Regions from separate parts of the Bicyclus anynana genome. Here region 2 is linked to region 1. The links are chromatin contacts, called in public Hi-C maps. All regions are on one chromosome and are shown on one strand. The core of a region is the stretch at or near the end of the contact, and the rest is flanking DNA. Distances in the headings are between cores, read along the strand shown. Region 1 holds the start of LOC112045511 (alpha-mannosidase 2). Region 2 overlaps LOC112045511 (alpha-mannosidase 2).

Region 1 (5,775 bases), core at 945-3,444:
TTGTAAAGTTTCACTCTGGTTACTCTGTGCCTGTAACCTACTTATGTGTAGTTGGTGTATAAACAAATCTAATTGTTCCTATAATATCATATCAATCCATAGCTGGATATAGGCCTTTTGTACATCCAGATACTATATAATACAAATATATCTATATTAAATAAATCATCTTCTCTTTTACCTTATCCGACCAGTCGGGTTGGCAATAAATCTCAATCTCCTCCATTCGCCTATTTTACCCTCAACTCATCATCCACTGCCTTACACACTCAAACCATCTCTTCTTGTCCTTCGTCCTGCAATTTCAACATTCTTCTGGTACCTCATACCTTCATACCTAATACATGTCCATACCAAGATAACCTTTTACTCCTTAATTTTTCTGTCACAGTTGCCACTTTCATACTTCCTCTTATATTTTCATTCCCATTCCCTATTTTATCCATTCTTGTCCAACCTCATGCATACATATCCTATGTCTACACCTATCCTACTATCCATCCCTTTTACCACCCACTTTTTTCTGATGCATACAGCATCTTACAACCGTTTTGTATATTTTACCTGTAAGTCTAAGAGGCATTTGAGGATCTCATAGTACATCTAATAAATAAATATTAAAGTATAATAAAAGTCTTTAGTTTCCCTGATCTCCCACAAATGTTATTATTTGTGATTTAAGTTAGCAATCTACAGTGGAAATCGGTTTGTGCATTCTGGAGTTATAGCGTCAAGAAGGAAAACCAGACTTATTTTTATACATCAAGTAAATTGAATAAAATGTCAAAAAAATTAAAAATACACAAATAAATAAATTTATTCTTTAGAAACAATAACTATAATGTGGTTGGATGTTTTCCTAATTATTTATGACTTTATTATTATATATAAGTATAATATGGTTAGTAATTGTAAGTTTGAATGTTTGATGTTCAATAACTAATGAAGGGATTAGTCTCCCCTAGTTAGGGATTAGTTATGCCAAAGTCACTTGTTCACAAGTCCAAGTTATCAAATGGGTATCTGGTGTTAAGTCTATGTGTCAGGTTTGTAGTAGTCTTAGAAGCATCCTACCATGCAGAGGCTGACACCACACTTCTGACACATGAAGTTTTCTTGGTGGGTCCATGAGCAGGATAGTTTACATGGTTGAGGGTCAGCTGGACACTGGTCTTTCGTGTCATGTTTGGCTGTCAAACAGTCAGTATTTTGTCCAGTAAAAATGACAAAAGTAGGTAAAAGATTGTACAATGTTTTCGCCTTGAAGGGCATACAATTGCAAATTTTACAAAATATTACTTATCTGTATTACGAGAAACTATAATTATCATTTTATATAAATACAATAATTAAAACATTCCATCATCATTTCGACAATTCCAGTTAAAGTTAAAAAGTGAAAGATTGACATATATTTTTATATGATGTTTAGTTTTGAATAGTTGTAGAAAGTATTTTAACTTTCTTAACACTACAAAATGGATAAACGTAGTTAGCTCAATATTTTAATACATAATATTTATTTAGCAAATTAAATTATCGTGAGCATTACGAATATAACCGGAAAATGCTAAAACTTACCATGCGAAAACATAAAACATGAAAATGAAATGAAACATTGAAACCACAGATTATGATACTGAATTACTAAACTGAAAACTGATACAGAAGTTCAGAAGCTGCATTCGGAACGCGCTCCGAACGTTGGTTCTGTTGTAAACCACTTCTGTCATTTCAGCCTGTCAGACATAATAATTGTATTGCTAATTATATTATTTTTAATATAATATTAAGCATTAGTTAATGTATTTGTAGAAAAAATAGTATAGAATATATTATTATAAATATGCTTGCATGTGTTCTGAAAATATATTTATTCGCTATATAATAGACACTATTCCTCATTCGGATCGCGCTCAATTTTCAAATGTTGCCAGTAATCAGTACTCCTTCTATTTTCGTAGTATTCAAGCTTTAATTCTGATTTTACAAACATAGAAATTTAGTTTCAACACCTTAATTTTTAATACTAATAAATATGATACACGTGTCAATTACCGAATATTATATTGGTTAAAATAAAATAATGAGTTTTTAATGACAGCTTGGTGGAAATTGGTAGATATTGAAGTGGATGTGACAACTGTCAATTTATGCGTCTGTCACTCTGTCTTGAGATAGCGTGCTCGCTCACGAATTCTCCCAATCGGCAATCGGTATTGTTCCGCGGCTGGATGCGCTTGTATTGCGAGCGAGTTATACTTTTAGATCAAATAGTTTCATTTACGTGTATTTATATGATTGTTTTGGGACTTTGATTACTCGTATAATGCTGGTCACCGCTCGTGGGATTAAAGCTGAGTAATGAATGTAAGTACAAATGGATTTTAACGCCGAGTTTCAGTAATTATTTGTATGTTTACAACTTTAGGAAGACGTTAACCACTTACGTATGATGCGCGTAGTTTTTTTAGTCAATAGCGATGTCTTTTGTTTCTGTGTGTTAAATTAAAAACTTTTAGCTATGATTCACGCAAACTGTGGTTTAGGTATTATAACTTTTCCGTTGCGAATGTCTTCTTATCATCATGTTTACATTGCCGTGTTTCGACAAATTAGCTCTAAACTATACATTACAACTTTTTGAAATTCATCTATGTAACTTGTTACTTTTTATTTATTATTTTTATCAATGTATGTGCTGTATGTTTTTGTTCAAAATGTCGTGATTATTTTTTTTGCGTTAATACCACGTGAGGTTGTCGTAATTTAGTTTAGAATGTATTTATGTATTTTTATGTGTGAATGTTTTAAATATTATTTCTTTCTTTAATTTTTATTGCTGTGCGTTCACTGATAACTTTTATTTTGTAAAATAATTTTACTATGTATTTTTTTTCTGCATAAAATCAATTTTATGATTTTGCTTTTAACTACTTCACCAGCTAAGACTCTATTAGAGTTCTTTATCCATATTATACATGTTAAAAGTCTATAAAAAATGTCATAATACTTCTAAAGAAAAAGGTAATATGTCCCACTGCTATAGTTCTATTAAGTGGGGGTCTTAATAAAAAATTCTGTAGGTCCCATGGTTAGCCAATTTGGCTTCAGATCACAAAATCCTGGTTTAAAAAAAACAATGGCAATCAAATATTCAAAAAAGTTTTTACTCAAAAATTCTCAGTCCTGATTTGGGAAGCCGGTAAAACTACACCCTTCTAGTGTAATAAAGGCAGTATGTCATAGCTCAACTCATGATGTATGGCATGATGTATCAAGTATGTCATAGAGCCTCAATAGTTCAACAGTAAAGCAGACTCATCACCGATCACGGATCACCCGTGGTTTAACCCCTGCCCCATTGACCTATTGTTGTACCCACTTCTAATATTACAAATCCAAAATATAGTCTTTCCTGACTAGTTGGAGGGAGATAGAAATATTGGTCATATTTAATATTCTTTTAAAGAAAAAAATAATTAAAATTACTCAATGCTCCGGACAAAAAAAATAGAAGGATGTTATTTTAAATCTACTTCAAAAAGGAGGAGGTTCTCAATTCGGTCGGTATTTTTTTTAACTCAGTAACCCTTCCACTCCCTTGGTTATGGTCAAATCGCCATAATTTTGAAAAGTGCACTTTTAGGGTTCTGAACATCAGAGTACAATAACTGACCTCTTATACAACCACTTATGTGTTTGTGTGTCTCAATAAATTTTGCCAAATCTACTGGGGCAATTCATTTAAAAATTGATTGGAGTAGGCTAATTATAATTAGGGTCACTTTTAGGAGGTAAGATGGAAAATAATAATTAAATAAATTATATTTAGAAATCAGAAATAAAAAAAAAATATAGATAACAAAGTTCACCCACCAACCCACTTCACAGGAGTTCAACTCACACTTGTCCTATTTTTTAACAGTTATCTATTGCACCTTACCATAATCTGACATGCTAGTTCATTATTTCTTCTTCTTGTGAGCTTCTTTTTTATGGGTTGTCTTAAACGTATCCACCATATTTGGAGGTACTCAACAACACGCCAGGTACCTCTCTAACATTCATCTGCCGCGCTCCTTTAATACCCTAAATATTCTACTCATATAATACCGAATCATTTTCTTGCACTCTGATATCTTACGTCATCCAAACATGGGTTTCAATTACGGTCACGGGGATGTCAGGACTGATACATTCAGGTCATAACATCCTTACTGAACAGTCCTCTAAACTGAGGTCCGAGTCTCAGAATAGATGCCCTTAGAGAGTTGTTCTTTCTTTTGCTTCTGCTTCGGGCTCCATCAGGCGATGCTTCAGTGCTCGCTCAAAACCCCCAGTGACGGCGCTGCAGTTCTAGCAAGGTGTCTACAATCACACAAAACGCTGATTGGCGTATCGGTAAAGACGACGAAGTCTTCTATGCGAATTAGTTTTCGTCAGAAACTAAAATTGCTCAACTTCTAAAAGCTCAACTTCCTTTGGGGCTAGATGGCGATGTGCCTATTGTCCTAATATATTTAATTATATATAACAAGTAATCAACTGGTTGTAACAGAAAATGCGTGCGCTACGTCAGCTACGCTGCCGGCTGCCTTCCACGCGGCTGCTGGCGCTGTTGCTGATCGTGCTGGCCTGCGTGATCTACTGCTTCTACTACAACGTGTCGCCGATCAGCTATCCCAAGCCAAGTAAGTGACTCGTACTATACGCTGCCGGCCGCCCTCCACGCGACTCCTGGCGCTGTTGCTGATCGTGCTGGCCTGCGTGATCTACTGCCTCTACTACAACGTGTCGCCGATCAGCTGTCCCAAGCCAAGTAAATGACTTACACTATACGCAGCCGGCTGCCTTCAACGCGGCTGCTGGCGCTGTTGCTGATCGTGCTGGCCTGCGTGATCTACTGCTTCTACTACAACCAGTCACACACACTTCAACCCATAATCGGCTCACTGCTGAGCTCAAGCATCTTCTCAGAATGAGAGGGGTTAGGCCAATAGTCCACCACGCGGGCCCAATGCGGATTGGCAAACTTCATATGTGAAGAATGATGGCAGAAAATTACGAAAATTCTCTGGTATGCCGGTTTCCTCACGATGTTTTCCTTCACCGTTTGAGACCCGTGATTAACTTCTTAAAAAAAATGCACACAACTGAAAAGTTGGAGGTCCTCCGGAGGCAGAGGTCATATCCACTGGGCTATCGCGGCTCTGCTGCTGCTGATCGTGCTGGGCTGCATGTTTTACTTTTTCTACTACGTGTCGCCGATCAGCTATCGCAAGCCAAAAAATTAATATTATACTGTAAGAAAATAGGGAGCTGTATAGCTTCCAAGTGTTCTCGTTCGGCACAGCTTTCTAATACTCGTAACAGACGCCAGGAGCGTATCCTCGCTGTTTCGAGTTGGATGTTCATTTATTCCACAGTGAAATTCGATTTCTCCAAACGGAATAGCATCAATAGCTTATTGCGTTGCCGCCTGCAATGCGGTAATTAACCTGCGGGAGCGTGTGAACTGAACAGAGATTGAGTGAAGCATGCAGAGTGTTAGCTTAGCAAATTGTGGATCAACAAACACGAGTTTAGACGAAAGCTTCAATAGCATCGCGTTCATCATTATCATCTTATTTAAATGACCATCTACAAGGCTAGGTCTCCCTTTTTAAGGGATATGCAGCTTAAACCCACCACGCTGCTGTAATGCGGATTGGCAGGTTTAGAGTAATAATGTTATATTTTTGTTGAAAATTGTTCAGCTGTTTAGACATGACA
Region 2 (5,775 bases), core at 966-3,465, 84 kb after region 1:
GTGTAGTTTTGTTTGCTTTGTGAGTGACTAACGGCTACCCGTAACTTTGTCGTTTGTGTTGTTGGTCAAAAATTTCAACGAATTATGTCATTCATAAAAACTAATTTAATCTTCGAATATCATCTGTTGTATGCTTGTAATTCGTAGTTCTGGGATTAACACTGAGACAGGCATCATGTTCTTCAACATTTTCTACCGCTAATTGTCTTCAATTGATTCTCTGTCTTGTATAGATTGATCACGCCACTTTTGATGCATGATTGTGCCAGAATTATCATTTCACCGCCGCCTCCACCATGCATTATAATTTCATTTAATATTGTTTGAGTGGGTTTTCGTTGCTGTCGAGAAGTTAATGACAGCGCGATGTTCGATGTGATCCCCGATTGCAATGTAATCAATCAATATGTACATCATCAATACTACATATAAATAAAATTTAAGTGTTTGTGTGTATTTCAGGGTATTTTCTCAAATACTACTTTTTATCCCGGAAAAATCTATACTTTCCGCGGGATTTCTGTAAAACTGAAATGCACGTTGACGAATCACGGGAGTCAGCAAGTAAATAAATAAATGTTTTCCTATTCACAGCCCAGCTGGTTGCGGTCGAAAGAGTTCTGGGACAAAAAGTTCGAGGATCGCTACGAGCTGCTGCGGATGGATCGCCAACGCCTGAAGCTCAAGGTGAGACTGACACTGGCTATACTTGGCAAGTTCATTGATGACACTTCTATGATATGCGGGCGACGGGAGGGGAAGGACTGCGCAGGTTTGAAGTCGTGCGTGCGGAGCATCGCTCCTGGCCCCCGCTGACCATCGGGAGTGCTTAAAGGTTCCTCCTCGTGTGACCGAATGGACACGTGTCTTTGAGGAGATACCACAATATACTTCCGTAGGATTTACCATGAGAATTCTATAGAATTCAACATCTGAGCACACTGACTCCACGTAGTCTTGTTTTACCTACCCCTAGTGCAGTTAGCAGGGTTGACTGCGATCTCAGAAATTGTTAAATGAGGATGGCGGTACGTGTATGCTGGTGGGGTGGTAACTAGCCACGACCGACGCCTACCACCAGACCTGAGTTAATTTAGGAAATATAAAATCCTAAACTGACCCGAGCTGGATATCGAACCCATGACCTCGCTGTTGAAAACCACATCACTACCAACTGCGCCAGAGAGGTCGTCAAAATCAGAAACGACAGATCCTCGTATTCGGCTCTTCACACAAGTGTGACTTCCAGGTGATCGTGGTGCCGCACTCGCACAACGACCCCGGCTGGCTCAAGACGTTCGAGCAGTACTTCGAGACCAAGACCAACCACATCATCAACAATATCGTGCACAAGTTGAACCAGCACCTCAACATGACCTTCATCTGGTCGGAGATATCCTTCCTGCACGCATGGTGGGAGCGCGCGCACCCGGTCAAACGCAAAGTAAGCTATACCTACTACCATCATTATCATTATTAACAGCTCAGAAACGTCTGCTGGGCATAAGCCTCTTGCAAATGCTTCCAACGCCACGTTCTCGAGCAGCCAGCATACAGCGGCTTCCTGCAACCCGCTTGATGTTCTCAAGGTCGGCATTCCAGCACCTTGGGACCCAAACGTCCATCGGCTCTTTAAACTGTGTGCCCTACATATTGCCTTTTCAGCTCAGCTCAGCTATGACAGTGACTTTTGTACTTTTGCCTGTCATGTCTCGGATCCGTAGTTCATCACTGGCAACACGCACTACTTTACGAAAGATAGATAAGAGAGATAGAAGTAGCTCGACAAGTCTATCTATGCGAATCCCTTAATGTAATATAACCCCATGGGGTTGTTGCTTTCATCTGATTCTATATTAATGGGACTGCAGCAGCGTCTTTTGCAGATCGGATAGATATTGATATTAATGAATTAACATTATCAGTCTTACCCGCCAACCCGATTTAATATAAAAGAGTCCCTTATTAGTATATTTAAATGAGTACAACGATTATCCCTACTCCATTCCGCGGAAGTCTTGTTTCATCACTCGTTGTTGAACGTATCCTCACGACTTTACACAACTTGCAATACAGAAGTAAACTTGTAAAGATAGAAAGTGCATCGAATAAAGCTTGCAATAAAGTTTTGTCGCTCCCGCCCTACAGTGACGAGCGAGCACTGCAGGCGCCATCTGTAGCATGAATGTTACAACGGAAACGAATCAAGTGGCCGCGTCTCGGTACGAGTCTGTTCAATTAAAACGTGGTTCGTTTACAGGATACGGTTCGAGCTTCGCTACATCTGAACGGAGTTGCAGATGGCGTGCAACGCAGAACTTGTTGCATCTTTTAGTAATTATCGGACTATTACGCCAACTGTAATAGTCCGGTATCTGTAGAACATTTTTTACAACTGATTACTATCAAGTGAATTTTTCATAGCTACATCTCGATGAGACGATCAACTTATTTTTACGTAAATTCTCGATTCTGGTAGGTAACTGAGCTACCAGGAAATTTAAATTTCTGAGCGGGAACGAGATAATGTACCACGCAATTTGTAGGACATTATGGCTGTTAAGTTGTATAACTATTCATTAATCAACGTTAGTAACGAGTTTATTAAAAGTTGTTACCAGCCAGATGTTTTTTTAATGTTACTTAATTAATAGTTGAGTAGGGAAGGGTAAAGGTAAGAAAGAAGCGCATATAAGTGAAACCGAAGCTTGACCAGGTCCGCTAGTTAATAAATACAAACACAAAATACAATAAGACGAACAACCTTAACCCGCATACTACCGCGGCCACTCAAACAAACCGTGCCATGTAATGCCTCTACATCTCCTTTCTTTTCATTTTACGTGCTTTTGCTAATTAAAATTAAATAAGGGTCATTGTTAGATATCCGTGGATGGTCTTTAAATTTTAATAAAAATATATAAAATATTTTATTTTGCTAACATAATTATTATAAACTGCAACCTTCTTTTAAGAGTCGTATCTACTTCTGTGTCAAAACCAGCGGAAAGCTTTACTCTTCTTTATTTTAATTTAATTTTTGAAGCTATTTTCAGAATTAGCCCCCTATTCTGACGAAACTATATCGAGAAACTCGCAGTGAATCGCTCAACGCAGACTACAGAGTCGTGCAAGTCATCTACTAATGTGATGTTGATCTTAGATTTGCCAGATGACGTCACGAATAACTTGAATGACTTTTAAATCTTACGTTTGTCCTTTACAGTCCTTCAAGAAGCTTGTCATTGATGGACGGCTCGAGATCACCGCCGGCGGCTGGGTCATGCCGGACGAGGCGTGCACTCACATCTACGCTCTCGTCGACCAGTTCATTGAAGGTACCGTCTCGACACCTCCCCTGTCCTCGTCCCTTAACATTAGGTGTGATCGCACTCAAGGGCTCACATGTCATTCAATAAAAAAAAATATTCTGTTTATTTACAACATTTTTTCTTTCAGGCCACAACTGGGTGATGACTAACCTGGGGGTAGCCCCCAAGACGGGCTGGTCCATAGATCCGTTCGGCCACGGCCCCACCGTGCCGCACCTTCTGGAGCAGAGCGGGCTGGAGGGCACCATCATACAGCGGATCCACTACGCCTGGAAGCAGTGGCTCGCGCAGCGCCAGATCGAGGAGTTCTACTGGGTCACCGGCTGGGAGCACGAAGAGCCCTCCATGATAGTCCACAACATGCCCTTCGACATCTACTCGATCAAGTCGACGTGCGGCCCGCACCCCGCCGTGTGCGTCGGCTTCGACTTCCGCAAGATCCCCGGCGAGTACACCGAGTACACCGCCAAGTACGAGGAGATCACCGAGCGCAACTTGCCGGGCAAGGCGCGCGCGCTCGTGGAGCAGTACCGGCGCATCGGCTCGCTCACGCCGCACAACGTGGTGCTGGTCCCGCTGGGCGACGACTTCCGCTACGAGCACGGCGTCGAGTTCGACGCGCAGTACGCCAACTACATGAAGATGTTCGCCTACATCAACAGCCACAGCGACCTGCACGCCGAAGTCTCCTTCGGCACCCCGGCCGACTACTTCACCGCTGTCCGCGAGCGGCACAACGACGTACCGACGCTCAAGGGCGACTTCTTCGTCTACTCCGACATCTTCAGCGAGGGCAAGCCCGCCTACTGGTCTGGGTACTACACCACGCGGCCCTACCTCAAGATCCTGGCGCGCCAGTTCGAGCACCAGTTGCGCAGCGCCGAGATCCTCTTCACGCTGGCGTGGAACAGTCTCGCACAAGGCGGCCACGACGGCGAAACGTGCCGCCGCCGGTTGGACAAGTCCTATGAGCAGTTGGTGGCCGCGCGCAGGAGCCTGGGGCTCTTCCAGCACCACGATGCCATCACCGGCACATCCAAGGCCAACGTCATGAGCGATTACGGAACCAAAATCATTACGAGCGTCTACCACTGTGTTCGTCTCCAGGAGACCGCGCTCGGCGCTCTCATGCTGCCGGAGCACGCGCACGCGCCGCAGGGCGTGCTGCAGAGCGAGACGGAGTGGGAGGCGTACGGGGAGCCGCCGCGCCGCCTGCGCGTGTCGCTCGTCGACAGGAAGAGAGTAGTCGTGTTCAACTCGCTCGCCGAGGAACGCGTCGAGGTGGTGACGCTGCGTTCCAACACGACCGACGTCCGAGTGTTCGACACGCGCCGACGCGAATACGTGCCGTCGCAGGTGGCACCCATCGTGGACGTGCGCGAGGACGGGCGACGCGTGCTCAGCGATCTGGAATTCGAGGTGGCGTTTGTCGCCACTCTGCCGCCGCTGGCTGCCGTGACCTTCGCGCTGGAGGAGCACGTCGACACGTCGCGCCTCTGCGCCGTGTACTGCGACGGTTGCGACGCACGCTCTGACGGCAAGCCGCACCGCTACCCCGTGCAGAAGATGAAACCCGGCGATGTGCAAATCGAGAACTCGGCGCTGAAGCTGCTGGTCGACCGCAACAGCGGCCTGCTGCGACAGGTGCAACGCAAGGACTCGCGTCACAGGAACGTCGTCGAGGTGCAGTTTGGCGCGTACCGCAGCGCGCAGCGGCACTCGGGCGCCTACCTGTTCATGCCGGATTACGACGACCCCGAGCGCGAGGACGTGCTGGCCGAGTACACCAGCGGACGCGCGGACGAACGTATCATAATACTGGCGGGGCCCGTGTTCACCGAGATCTCCACCGCGTACCTGCCCTTCCTCGTGCACACCGTGCGACTGTACTCCGTACCGGGCACGCCGCTCGAGCGCGGCGTGCAGATAGAGAACCTCGTCGACTTCGAGAGCCCGCCCAAGAACCGCGAGACCGAACTGTTCATGCGCGTGCAAACCGACCTGCAGAACGGTGAGGTGCCAGAGTTCTACACCGACCAGAACGGCTTCCACTACCAGAAGAGAGTGAAGGTGGGCAAGCTGGGCGTGGAGGCCAACTACTACCCGCTGACGACGATGGCGTGGCTGCAGGACGAGCGCACGCGGCTGACGTACGTGACGGACCACGCGCAGGGCGCGGCGGCCTACGAGCCCGGCCGCCTGGAGGTGATGCTGGACCGGCGCACGCTGTACGACGACCACCGCGGCGTGGGCGAGGGCGTGGTGGACAACAAGCCGACGCTGCTGCGCAACTGGCTGCTGCTGGAGCCGCTGGCGCCCGCGCCCGAGCCCGCCTACGAGCTGCCGTCGCGCACGGCGGAGCGCCTCAGCCGCGCGCTCAACTACCCCGCGGGCGTGTTTCTGGTGGACTCCGGCGAGGGCGAGGTGGCGGTGCGCTCGCACG

What was found. A called contact is a pair of places that touch in the nucleus more often than the background predicts.
Region 2: a Hi-C map of whole body shows a contact between it and region 1, with 2.4 times the contacts expected there. The contact joins the enhancer-like site here to the promoter of LOC112045511 in region 1. A contact is called at or near these places in 2 of 2 Hi-C or Micro-C datasets (whole body and whole larva).

What each region holds. Positions count from the first base shown.
Region 1 is chrZ:2,243,844-2,249,618 of ilBicAnyn1.1, forward strand. It overlaps LOC112045511 (alpha-mannosidase 2), which reads left to right and starts at 2,195. Exons shown (of 9, transcript XR_008252282.1): 1 at 2,195-2,370; 2 at 4,562-4,694.
Region 2 is chrZ:2,327,911-2,333,685 of ilBicAnyn1.1, forward strand. LOC112045511 (alpha-mannosidase 2) reads left to right here. Exons shown (of 9, transcript XR_008252282.1): 5 at 595-687; 6 at 1,250-1,444; 7 at 3,227-3,338; 8 at 3,460-5,775. Among protein-coding and RNA genes, the nearest start is that of LOC112045502, 17 kb to the right of the region's middle. Within about 2 kb of position 2,216, at least 2 of the 8 cell types and tissues checked have open chromatin away from gene starts, as enhancers often do.